Regions from separate parts of the Rattus norvegicus genome. Here region 2 is linked to region 1. Evidence: chromatin contacts called from public Hi-C data. All regions are on one chromosome and are shown on one strand. Each heading gives the region's core, a stretch centred on a gene start, on an enhancer-like site or on the middle of the called end of the contact. The rest is flanking DNA. Distances are from core to core; before and after follow the strand shown.

Region 1 (6,213 bases), core at 2,667-5,166:
CTTGCTAATCTGTCGACCCCTCAGACAAAGTTTATTTGTGGTGACTTTTTAAACTCCCGACTTGCCTTCCAATCACCGAGTTTAAAATGAAAAGCTTTAAATAAACACCAGGAATAGAAGATAAATAAACTTTTTCCCCCTTGCAAGTGCCTAGCCCGCTGAGGTTCAGGCTCAAATCCCCAGAGGACAGAGTGCTCTCTTTTGTGTTAATGTTTAAAAGATTTTCCAATGCTGGAGTTTATTCCTACTGCAAACATTTCTATTTACAAGGTCAAGTGTATCAGCACTCGACACAGCTTAAGAGTGTAATTATTTATGTAAGGGCGTTTGAGTGTGCATCAGGAGCTTGGCGGAAGCCCAGCCTTCAACCCACTGTTCAACAGCTCCTCAGGACAATATTACCAGTCCTGGTGATTATTCCCCTCCACGGTGTGTTTACTTTTGCACGCCTCAATGTTTTGTAACAAAATTTTGTATTTTTTTTTCACCAAAAGTGTGAAAATGGCTTTGAAGTATTGAGTCTCAGAGGCTTCCTAGACCTATTGGTAACAGATGTTATTGGCATGTTTGATTGAATAGAGAAGGCAGAGAGGACACTCCTGGGGGTCAGGAGAAAAAAGGGAGGGGGTGCGCAGGGTGGGTCTCCCAGGGAGGGGGAGGTTATCCTCACACAAGAGACAGTATTTTGTGAGTTTTCTTCACAAGTGACAACAGCAGCGGAGGCCAGTTACAAATTCTTTTAGCTGCCCCATTTGTAGACGTCTAATTGTTCATTAAATTAAAGGCAGCATTAGCTCATATTCCCCCGTGTGCTGCGTTTTAATCTCACTTGATGCTTGATGGCCTTCCAGTGCCCCCTCCCTCCACACCCCTCCCAACCCATCACCGGGCTGATTGCAGTGAAACCGTGGAAAGCAACGGCACTGTAGACAGTGTTTAAACTCTTTACTGATGTGTGCATTTGTAATAAAACAACCCAAAATACACAGAGTCATAGTTTTTTCTTTTTAAACACAGGATTTAAAAAAAAATGAGGTCTATAAAAATACAATGTTTAAGGCAGTTTGGAAATGCATTTAATACATCTCTACAATGTCCATAAATTCTCTCGAAAATAAGAACGTTACTTCAAATCTGTAAAATACACTGTACATTTTTAAGTCTGTTCTTCTACACAGGGCACACCTAAAATAGGCTGCGGGAGTGGATTCCTGGTGACCAATGTTTTCTATACATTTCTTGGATGGGCTGCAGGAGTGGGTTCCTGGTGACCAATGTTTTCTATACATTTCTTGGATAGGGGTGGGGTGTGATACAACAGTGATGCAGATTTAAGACTTTTAATTTCTTTTTAAAAAATAAATTATTTTCTGAAGCATACAATTTATAAAAATTCTATATACAAAGTACAACTGGTAAGAAACCCCAGTTTTAATACAGTTTATATACGACGTACCAGGGTGCAGGACCCCGATAGGGGCAGAGCAATAGTCAATCTCTGCAATATTCAAACTTAGAATTTCTTGGTGGAGGAAAAAAAAAAAAAAAAAAAAGGACAACAGAACAAACATCATAGAGGTTTTCCTAGTTGGCAGTACCGAGCTTTAGGATAAAAACGTGTATTGTTCAACACTGTGGTAACTCTTTAGACTAGCGTTTTTTGGATCCTTAACTCTAAGACACGTGGTGCAGAGGGATCAGAATGGGGGCGGTAAAATTAGAGGTGAGGGGTTAAGGTTGCAGTCATAATTTCGGGGACCCCCCAACGAGGCAATCGCGGGCTCCACACTCAGCGTTACCGAGGGCTACACCAAGAGTACAGGAATGAATCGGTAAAGGGAACTTTTCTACTTACTTAGGATTGCTGTGTTTCTCAGTGGTCACGAGCAATTAAAGTCGTTACCAGTACTATGTGTCCCCTCACAGGAAAAAAGTTTAAAAACAAAACAGAACAAACAGACAAACAAAAGTTCCGGCCCCTTTGCAAACCTAATTCGCTCAACATCCCTTTCCCTAGTCCACTGGAACTGTAAAGACCCCCACCGTTCAGCACTCTAACAAGAGTCCAGCCAGGCCTTCATTGCTTTTGGCAAGGTGTCCTGAATTCTGCAGATTAGAGCCGGCAGTATAGATCGGCCGGTTTTATCTGCAGCCTGGAAAACCGCACAGAAAAGGGCCGAGCATGGTAGTTGCGGTACGGGCTGGGCCCTGTCTACCCGCGGAGAGTGTGGGTCAGTGCTCCCGATCATCTCCGGTCTCCGAGCCACAGGTGCCCTGCTCGGGAATCAGCTGGGTCGTGCGTACCGGCCTGGAGTAGCCTGCAGCAGGGGCGCGGGGGCTACAAGTGGGACCCAAGCAGCAGGAGCAGCAGAAAACAGGCAAACGGGGTCCAGGAGCTTCGGGTCGCCCAGTGGCCTCCACTGCCGCTGCTGCTGCTCCTGCGCCCCGGCCCGTGGGGCAAGTCCCCGCGTCCGCCTGCCCCAGCAGCGCCGCCGCCCGGGCGCGCAAGGCCGTCGTCGTCGTCCAGGGGCTGCTCGCCGCCCGCGGCCCCAGCGCGCTGCTCGTCATCATATTCTTCGTCGTAGTAGTCGTCTAGGCCCCCGTCCGAGCCGCTGCTGCCCGGACCGTTGCTCGCATCTGGGCCGAAGCACAGGCGGGCCATGTTCTCCTTGACCGACTCGCAGATGGGCCTCTCCAGCCCATCGCACACACAGTCGTTGAGCAGCGCCGCCTTGGGCACCGCCAGCATGTCCTCGATGACCGCGCGGCACTCGTCGGTGCAGCGGAGACCGTTGAAAAGCTTGCCGCAGTAGGCTAGATAGCGGCCGAGTGCCAGGTTGCAGCGGCTGTCCCGGTCGCAGCGCCGCCGGGCCTCAGTGCAGCCCATGACCGAGCCCGCTCCCGCGCCCGGGCCCACGCTGCTGGTGCGCGGCAGACAGGGCTCGATGGCGCGCTTGGTGGACCTGCAGTGTTCGTCCTGCGCGCAGTCGCAGTCCTCCAGCGCGGGCCCGCGGCGCGTGTGGTTGAGCTGGATGAGCGCCGAGATGCAGTGGCTCGGGCAGCGCCAGCGCGGCGAGAAGGACGCGGCCGAGGAGGGGAAGGCGCCGGCGGGCCCAGGAGCATCAGCTCCGCCGCGCTGTGCGAGCACCGGCGCACACGCCTCGGCGTACTGGCTGTAGGCGTAGCTGCAGTCCGGCTCTCCCTGACACTGCAGCAGCGCCTGCCAGCAGATGAGGCGGCGGCCGTGCGCCAGCCCCGAGCCCCGCGGCGCCGAGCCCAGCAACTGCAGCAGCGCCATCAGGCACAGCAAGGCGCCCGGCAAGCTCCCCGAGCGGGCTCCGCCGCCGCCCAGCAGTGCGGCTAGCATCGCGGGCAGCAGCGGCCGCCGGACGCGGTGCGGAGCGGAAACGAGGCTCGGGTGGCGGCCGCGGGGCCGCTGGAAAAGTTTGTCCGAGTTCCGCGCACTTCTGGCATGGGCGTCCTCATCCATCCATGCCGGCGGCCCCGCGGCTGGTAGAGGCGGGTGTTTGCTCCAGCACCGCGGCCGGGGCTCCCTGAGAGGCGCGGCGACGCAGGTCCGGCTCCGATCGGCGGCTGGAAGCGTTCAGTGCCGTCCCTGGGGGACGCGGCGAGGCTGCAGGAGCGCGCGGCGCCGGGGGTGCATGGTGCAAGGCGCCTGCAGAAGGTCGTGTGGCCGGTGGCTCCTCCGTTCCCGGCTCAGTAGCGCGTAGCAGTTCGCAGCTCTGGCATCCCGCCTTCCCGCGACCAGGACGCTTGGTCCCCTCCCCCTCTACCCGGGCCTGGGCCGCACTCCGGGAAGTTCTGGGAGCCAGGCGCAGGGAGGACCCCGAAACTCGGAGCGTGCGGCTCTGCTCGGAGACCCGGAGCCTGGGGAGCGGATCCGCGGAGCCCGGCTGCCGACTCGCTCGCGGCGGGGCTTTAAATACAAAAGTGGGCCGGGAGCCCCCGTGTGGTGCCGCGGCGCCCCCTCATTATGCATGCATAGAAAAGCAAACAAACAAAAACATTAGCAACGCTCCTCCAGCTTGCCGAGCCCCAGCCCCGCGCGCTCCGGGCTTGCCCGCTTTCTCCTTTCTCCACTCTCGGGCGCCCTTTGCTCGGCCCCTTTCCCCGGCTTTGCGCGCCGCTATTGGTCCAGCCTGTTGTTGTTGAAACTTTTTTTTTTTTTTTTTTTTTTTTTTTTTTTTTTTTACGAGCCGCTGGAGTGGGGTTGCAGAGTGGGGGAGGGCGGTGGGCAGCTCACATTCAGGCATTCAGGGCTTGAAAGGAACGGCTTAGGGAGCCTGACACAGGCCCAGCTCCTCCCACTCTTCAGGAGGCTGGGATACCGAACCCCAGCTCGCGCACAGAGCCAGCGGGCAGGGCTTAGGGCCAGCTGCCTGCATCCGGCTCAGCCACCGGCCTTTTTGTTCGCTTCCCCCGCCCCCTTTTTGTTTGGGTGGGGAGGGGGACACTTTTATTAATTCTTACTGATCCCCCATCTTTGCATCCGAGAGAATCCGAAAGTCACTTTAATTTTCAGGCTCCTCATCTCTGAGTTCTGATCACCTCGGGGGGTATAGCGAAGGCAGGGAGTCTTGAGAATTCAATGTGAGACTTTAGAAACTTAGATACCAATTGCGCGCGCGGGCACACGCGGGCATTCTCTCTCTCTCTCTCTCTCTCTCTCTCTCTCTCACACACACACACACACACACACACACACACAGCCACCACCACAAGAAGGACACTTTCGGTCCCCCTTTCCAGCAGGTAAGGACCTGACACTGGGCATCGTTTTCAAACTAAGAAATCCAAAGAACTGAAACCATTTCTTAACTCACGATTTATTGTAATACGAACGGCAATGACAAATCATGGCATTAAAAACTCTGGGAATGTTGAGCGCTACCACCTGGCTGCAGTCACAGCACAGAGGACGGGGATAAACTGACCCGCTACATGCTGTAAACTGCACGTCTCAGTTCCTCACTGTGTTTAAAGCAAAAGCCACCGGTGGAGCAGGCTTTGCAGCCTGAGCAGGACTCTCAAAAGATACCTTAACTGTGGCTCAATGCAGCTTTTGGCCACTAGAGGCACCGCGAGTCTGTGGCCTGTCAAAAACTGGCGCTTTTCCCTCCCCTTTCCGTGGTGAGACTATCAACTCGGTCTGTCACAGATTTTAAGGCCAAATCGCTGCTGAAGCAAAGGGAGCCCCAGTTGCAGTGAGTTCAGAAAGTGGACTGTCCACCTCTCCAAAGAGTTAAGAGAGTTTGTAAGGGCGAAAGTGAGGGCCAGACGGATTAACCTGGCTCTTGGAAAAGCTGGCCGCCCAGGCTGAGGAAACGGTGCCTCTGCAGCCCCCTCAAACCATGAGAGAGACAGACTGAGCAGTGAGGAGCCACTTTGTTCCTACCCTAACCCTAATCCCAAGTTTAGTCTTAGAAAACAAACGCAAATGTATCCTTAAGAACTAGCCAGACGTGGGGCAGCAAGCCTGTTTATCCCAGGCAGAAGCGAGAGGCTCACTGCAAGTTCAAGGCCAGCTAGTTCCATCTAGCGAGAGTTTCGGGGCTCTTGCTTTAAGGTCAGATTGCACATTTGCTAAGGTCCGTTTTATCAGTAACAATCCGTGATTCCCAAGCTCCTAAGAGGGCCAGCCCTGGGATGTGTTTTCAAGTTTGTGTATGTTCTGGCGTCCTTAGATCATCTCAAAACACCCTGCTGGAGAATCATCTGGAGACCTTGTGTGCATATTGGGATTCCTAGCTCCGGGGGAGGGGGCGTGGCAGTGGTGGTTACTGATGCTGCGTAGCTGCTTACTGGGGACAATGTTCTGACTGTCACATGATTCCATCTTAGCCTAGGTACAGGTCTCAGTGGGAGTTAAGGGAGGCTAAGAGCTCTGCTCACCCTGAACATGTCTGCAAACGCCTGGCCTTGACGTGCAAGGCGAGAGGAGCAGGTAGCCACAACAGGCTGTGTATATCTTCCTACCTCCACACATAGACTTTTCTGGGTCCTGAGCTTTCATTCATTAAGAACACCATGTCTATGAATTCTTCTTTCCCGCCCTCCTTCCCTCCTTCCTTCCCTCTCTCCCTCCCTCCCTCCCTCCCTTGCTCCTCCTCCCCTCTCCTCTTATTGACTTCTCCCTCCTAAAGTCCCACTTGGCATTTTACTCCCCAGGGACACCAAGGACAGGCTCACTTT
Region 2 (6,213 bases), core at 2,259-4,758, 160 kb before region 1:
CATGTGTAGCTGGGGGGAGACAGAGCAAGATAGCAGATATAGGCAGATGAACATTGTATTGGAAGTCATATACTGTATTGTTTTTTCTATTGCTATGATGGACGTCATGACCAAGGAAACTTTTAAGAGAGCATGTTTAATTGGGCTTATGGTTTCAGGGAGTTAGAGTCTGTGATGGCCGAGTGAAGGACCAGTTTAGTTTAGTGTTCACACCTCAAACTCCAAATTGGATACAGAGAGCACAGAGTCATTTGAAACCCCAAAGCCTATACATCTCATCTCCTTCAACAAGGCCACGCCTTCTAATCCTTCCCAAAGAGTCCCACCCGCTTTTTATCTGATTATTGAATCATTTATCCAATTATTCAATCACACGAGCCCGTGAGACTGTTCCCATTCAAACATATACTGTCCTAGTTTCTTTTCTCGTGATAAACACCATGGCCAAAAGTCACGTGGGGAAGAATGGGTTTATCTTACAGGTTTGTCATCCAGGGAAGTATGCCTACTGGCTTATACTCTGGCTCATGCTCAGCTGGTTTTCTCACGCAGCCCAGGTCTACCTGTCAGGGACAGAGCCAGCCTTAATGAGCCGGACCTTCCCTGTCAGTTATCAATCAAGGCCATTTCTCATAGACATGGCCGCAACCCCCTCCATCCAGGTACGTGGAGGTTGTGTCAAACGGATGTATGCCTTTTTGTTTTTCAGTAGTGTATTAGTCAGGGTTCTCTAGAGTCACAGAATGTATGGAATGTCTCTCTATATTAAGGAAATTTATCGGAATGACTTACGGTCTGTAGCCTAACTACCCCCAACAATGGGCAGCTGTGGATGGGAAGTCCAAGGATCTAGCAGTTGCTCAGTCCCAGAGGCTAGTTGTTTCAGCTGGTCTCCTGTAGAAGTCGGTTGCAGTAGATGTGCTGGTAAGTAAGTACAAGCAGGTGAAGAAGAGTGAGTCTTCCTTCTTCCAATGTCCCTATGTGGACCTGTAGCAGAAGATGTGGCCCAGATTAAAGGTGTGTACAACCATGCCTGGATCTGGGACTTGCTTAGTCCGAGGCTGACCTTGAACTCAGATCTCCTTGCCTCAGTCTCCTGGGATTAAAGGTGTGTACCACCTTGCCTGGGCCTAAACTTTTACTATGCCTCACCATCTCCATGTGAAGATCCAGGTCAGAAACTTGTATCTCCCAGCCTCAAGATCTGGATCATAGGTGAGCCTTCTGGTTCTGGATTGTAGTTCACTCCAGCTCTAGGAGTGAAGCCATTACAAATACTGAACTGGGTTGCTGTTGTTTGTACAGGGACAAAAATTAGGCTCAACGTTTTTTATGAATTAGGTTTGTTCTTTGGGCAATTTCATACATGTAATGAATGTCTCCTCACATTCTCTTTCTCCCACCCTGTAAATCCTCCTTTCTTCCCTACAGACCTCTCTCCCATAGGCACACCTTTTTTATTCATTGCCGCCTGGGTTAACTAGCACCTTCTATACGATCATGGCTTGGTAGACTCAAAGTAAACACAGATCGAGGAGCCCGTGCACATGCCATAGAAGGAGCTCAGTTGGGTTGGAGAGATGACTCAGTGGTTAAGAGCACTGACTGCTCTTCCAGTGGTCCTGAGTTCAAGTCTCAGCAACCACATGGTGGCTCACAACCATCTGTAATGGGATCTGATGCCCTCTTCTGGTGTGTCTGAAGACAGCGACAGTGTAATTATATATAGTAAATAATAAATAAGTCTTTAAAAACAAATAAATAAATCTTAAAACCAATTAAAAAAATAAAGGTAACCTTTTTTTTTTTTTAAAAGGAGCTCACTTAATAAAGTGGTTGCCATGGAAATGAGAGGACCCAAACTTTGTTCTCCAGCACCCATAGAAGCAGCCAGAGGTGGGCGTGCATTTATGGGAGGCTGAGACAGACGGCTGTCTCACCGATGAGCCGGATGAGCCCTTCTTCAAAAGATAAGGTGATGGGACACGTCTGCTAATACTGACTCATCACAACTGTCATTAATCGAGGTAACTTACAGGGAAGACGATCCTGACAGAGCATGTGCTCCTCCCTCCAGTTCTCTGGAAAAGCAATAGGGAGATGGGGTTTTGTTAGTTTTTTTGTTGTGAAAATGTTTAAAATGGGAACACTGGGGCCGTCCTGCCCTAAGCACTAAAATCGCTAGAGTATATCCAATTTAAAAAAAAAAAAAATGGAGTCACTTAAACATGTCCTCATCCAGACAAGGGCAGCCTTTTCTGCGTGACTCAGTGATCTGAGTTAGCAACTGCTTCAGGATAGGATACCTTCAGGTGGGATTTGTAACTAATGTCACCTGAGTACACACATACACACACTCCTACCCTGTCACCAAGTGCGATGTCTGGTTCATGGATGCTGACACACGCCACACTGAAGATAATCACCTCACGGGTGGTGGTGTGATTGGATGAGAAAGAGGATGGAAAATGCCACAGAGGGAGGGAGGGGGGAGGGAGGGAAAGAGGGGAAGAAGGAGGGAGGGGAGGAGGGAGGGAGGGTGGGAGGCACTCAGTGGAGAGGACTTGACCCTTTCAGAATGAGCCTTAACTTGGAGACCAGAGGGACGTTTGGTCTGACAACAGGGAGCAGCACTTATGTGGACAGAGTTATTTCCTAAGCAGACAGATCTCAGGCCCTAAGCTCAGAATGGTACTAGGGTTGGCCCAGGCCTCTTGCTGCTCAGGACCTTTAAATTGAGCTACGTTCATGGTTCATGTCGTTGCTGGCAAAGGCCCTTCAGAAAAGGCATGCTCGCCCCACTAACTCCAAGGTTCCTGGCTCTAAGGTAAAAGTTGGCATTAATTTGGGGAGCAAGAATGTAGGAAGAACAAAGAACAAAGAGTATCTTGCAGCCCTGGAAAGACACCAACCTCCCTCCCTTCCACCTCCTTAGTCCCAGGCAGGGTAGGCAGAGGAGGTGGGGGAGGCTCCAGTTTTGCCTGGAATCAATTGTCAAAACTTTCCCCTGCAGCTTGAGACCTGTTCCCCTCTGAGGTGCTCAGCGCGTCGTCAAACCAGTTTTTTACTCGGAAAGACAGATGGCATCAACGTGAAAGATGTCTTCTAAGTCCCATCACCACCTGGGTGAAGGATGTTTGAAAGACGCTACATCCTGCATTGGGGGGCAGGCAGGCAGCCACAGCGAGGCTGTGAGGGTGGTGAGGCTGTGAGGTGACCAGTCCTGCTGGCAGAGCCTCTGGGGATGATGGGGGAGGGGGTCAGAGACACCCCCTGCAGAGCAAATGGAGAAGAGAAACCATCCGTGAGGGGAGGCAGGAGCTCAGAGCCGGCGGCAGTTGGGAACAAGTCTGTTTTTTATGGAGCTCGCAAACCTGAACTCGAATATTAAAAATGCTTTCATCAGTCCCCTTAATCCAGAGAAATTCTTTTGGCTTAGATGGGAGGAAAAGTCGGTCCCTTAAGGGGAAGGCAGGCGGAGAAGAACGTAATGAGGATGTGAGTCAGAGGCTAGAACTGCTGCTGGCAGATGCCTTGGTGAAGGAGGCCAGGCTGAGGGGGACTGCAGACCAGGGATAGCTCTCCTTGCTTTTTATTGATCTCTCTCTTTAGTTATTAAAACGCTGGGCTCTGCTCGGTGGGGGAAAGGTGAGAGAGAGAGAGAGAGCTGGCTCACCTCTTCTTCCTCTGGGGAATAAGGGCCCTCGGTCTCCAAAGCTGTGTTTTTCTTGGGGTTTTGCCTTTTAATAGGGGTTGAAGAAAGTGGTTATAGACATTTGAGGGGAAATAAAGCCTGCGGTTTATTAACTGCCCTGGTTTTAATCAGTGGCGCTTTGAGCAGGGTAACATTAGGGTTGCAACAATGACAGCCCGACACTGGGATTTTTCTGTGCTTTTTAACCCCAAACTGAGGTCTTTCCAATTCTCTGACAAACACATTTCTCTGGCCTGACTTGGGGTCGTGGATCAGGGGAGGCTTTAGGGAGACAGGGTTGTGGGGAGGGAGGGCTTTGTGAGGCCAACAGAGGAGGCAGGGAGGACTGGGGGGAGGATGGAGCTGCCATGGGGATTCTTGTCAGCTGGCAATCCAGCTGCTGAGGAACAAGGCTTTATGGCTGAACCCCTCAGTGAGGCTAATAGGAAGGAAGGAGGAAGTGGGGAGCAGTGGACAGCATTGCTGCAGCTGCTCTGATCCAGGCTGCAGAGCCTCAAGTGCTCACAGATACATCTTCACAGACCATCTCAGGGTGGATGGCCCCCTCTTGCAGACCTTATAAACAACATCATCTCTTCTATCTGGAAAAGCTAAGAAGGAGGCTTTCCAGGGTGACTCAACTTTTCTTTGAAGGGCAAGTTATTTGGCATGGCCACTGTGGACGTTACCACCAGTCACCCAGCAAGGTTAGGCTGGTGTGGAGATGGAGAGAAGGTATCACCATTAGTCACATCTTGATCTCGAACCTCGTGTGTACAGCCGTGGGGCCTCAGAGGAGCGTTCTCTTTAAGAGCATCGCCCTTCAGTTTCAGGGCATTTATCCGTTTAGGGAAAAACATGCTCCGTGCTAACCTGTCTCCTGCTGTGGGACCCAAGGGCTTCTGGAGGACATACTCCTGGGTTCATTGACGTGTTCCCATGGTAACATGTTCTCGGTGGCAGGAAACAAACTATGACTGTTCCTTGTTCTCGGGTTCAAGAGTCACTGACCAATCACATCTTCCCTCAGTGTTCCTAATGGAGACAGGCATGTTACCAAAGGCTCAAGGTCTATGAACCACGCAGATGGCCTGGAGGAATGTGCTAGGTTCTGTCCAGCTGTGTGGCAGAGGACGCTCAGCTATGTCAGTCAGCACCCTGGTTACGGCTGTCAGTAAGCACCTCTGGCTATGGTTCTGTCACCCAGAACCCCTGGCTGAAGCTTCTCTCCTTTCTGGGCCTCTGCTGTGGTCCCATCTGGGGTAGCTCTCTTAGAAGCAAACACACAGCTAACAGTACTAACTGTTTCTGGGGGACTATGCTTGACTCCACTGGGTGGGCTTATAGAAGCCATGCCTTGTTGTCCTCAACCACAGAATGCATACCCAGCTCTGAAGCAATAGATTCTCTTAGGACCATGAGGTCATAGTGGAGGGAGTTGTGGTGACTCAAGGTTATTAGGATGGGTTCTGTTAATGGCCATGTTTTAGGGCAAATTAGCCAAGAATTTTTCATTATGTGTGGGTTAAAACTGGGCCACATGCTCCCAATATATTTATATATCATTCATTTATAAATAACATTCATGTGACACCTTTAATCCCAGTGCTTAGAAGACAGGCATGCAGATCTCTGAGTTCAAAGTCAGTCTACAGAGCAAGTTCCAAGACAGCCAAACTTAGGCAGTGAAGGAGTTGCGAAGCAGAAAGCTGGTGATAATGTAATAGAACAAGGGGGCCATGTTCCAGCCCCAGCAAGCAGCAGGACTTGGCAATTTTGGCCATGTAGCTCTGGCTTTAGAGTCCAGAATAAAAGGAACTACTGGGAAAATTGATGCTGGAGCTAAGAAATTAGCAGCGATTAAGAAGAGACCAGCATCACTGAGGTGAAATCTTCTGGGAAGTGTTTTTCTGAGAACACAAAGGAGCTGTGTTCCAGAGATCGCCAAGGTTGTATCTCATGCTACAGCTGCACTTGGCAATGTGTAAGAGTCACCCAGGTGGTCCTGGTTTTGAGTATGAAGGGGTGGGTCATGAAGAGCAGCTGAGGCTTGGCACTGTGAGAGGCCACGGAAGGCCATTGGTGAAGGTGCAGCCTCAGCTGCAGTGGATGGCCCAGGGCTGAAGGAATCATGCAAAGGAGTTGAGGCTCGGTACCATGAAGAGCGCCTATGAGAGCCTATCGGTGAAGCCTAGTTGCAACTGTACTGGAGATGCTTCTCCTGCCCCGGGCCTACCTGGATGCTGCCATGTTTCCACCTTGATGATAATGGACTGAACCTCTGAACCTGTAAGCCAGCCCCAATGATATATATATATATATATATATATATATATATATATATATATATATATATATATATATATATATAGAGAGAGAGAGAGAGAGAGAGAGAGAGCGCTAGCTAATACCAAAAGGCACCCTACGCACCCAAGAATTCTAAAATGAAAAAGAAAAAAGGTCCTCATACAAAGATGCACACTTAGTGCCCAGCTCTCGGTGTCTAACTCCATGCTCCA

Evidence for each region. Hi-C and Micro-C count contacts between places; a contact is called where the count stands out from the background.
Region 2: a Hi-C map of the Rat2 cell line shows a contact between it and region 1, with 4 times the contacts expected there. The contact joins the enhancer-like site here to the promoter of Gas1 in region 1. A contact is called at or near these places in 2 of 12 Hi-C or Micro-C datasets (the Rat2 cell line and psoas muscle) and 1 of 1 datasets of contacts at active chromatin or transcription factors (oligodendrocytes).

The regions. Positions count from the first base shown.
Region 1 is chr17:4,485,419-4,491,631 of GRCr8, reverse strand. It overlaps Gas1 (growth arrest-specific 1), which reads right to left and starts at 3,916. Exons shown (of 1, transcript NM_001400814.1): 1 at 931-3,916. The coding sequence starts at 3,490. The coding sequence ends at 2,339.
Region 2 is chr17:4,641,561-4,647,773 of GRCr8, reverse strand. LOC102553430 (a long non-coding RNA gene) reads left to right here. Exons shown (of 3, transcript XR_360697.4): 2 at 1,817-2,027; 3 at 3,014-3,415. Among named protein-coding and RNA genes, the nearest start is that of Gas1, 160 kb to the right of the region's middle. Within about 2 kb of position 3,508, at least 19 of the 93 cell types and tissues checked have an H3K27ac peak or open chromatin away from gene starts, as enhancers often do.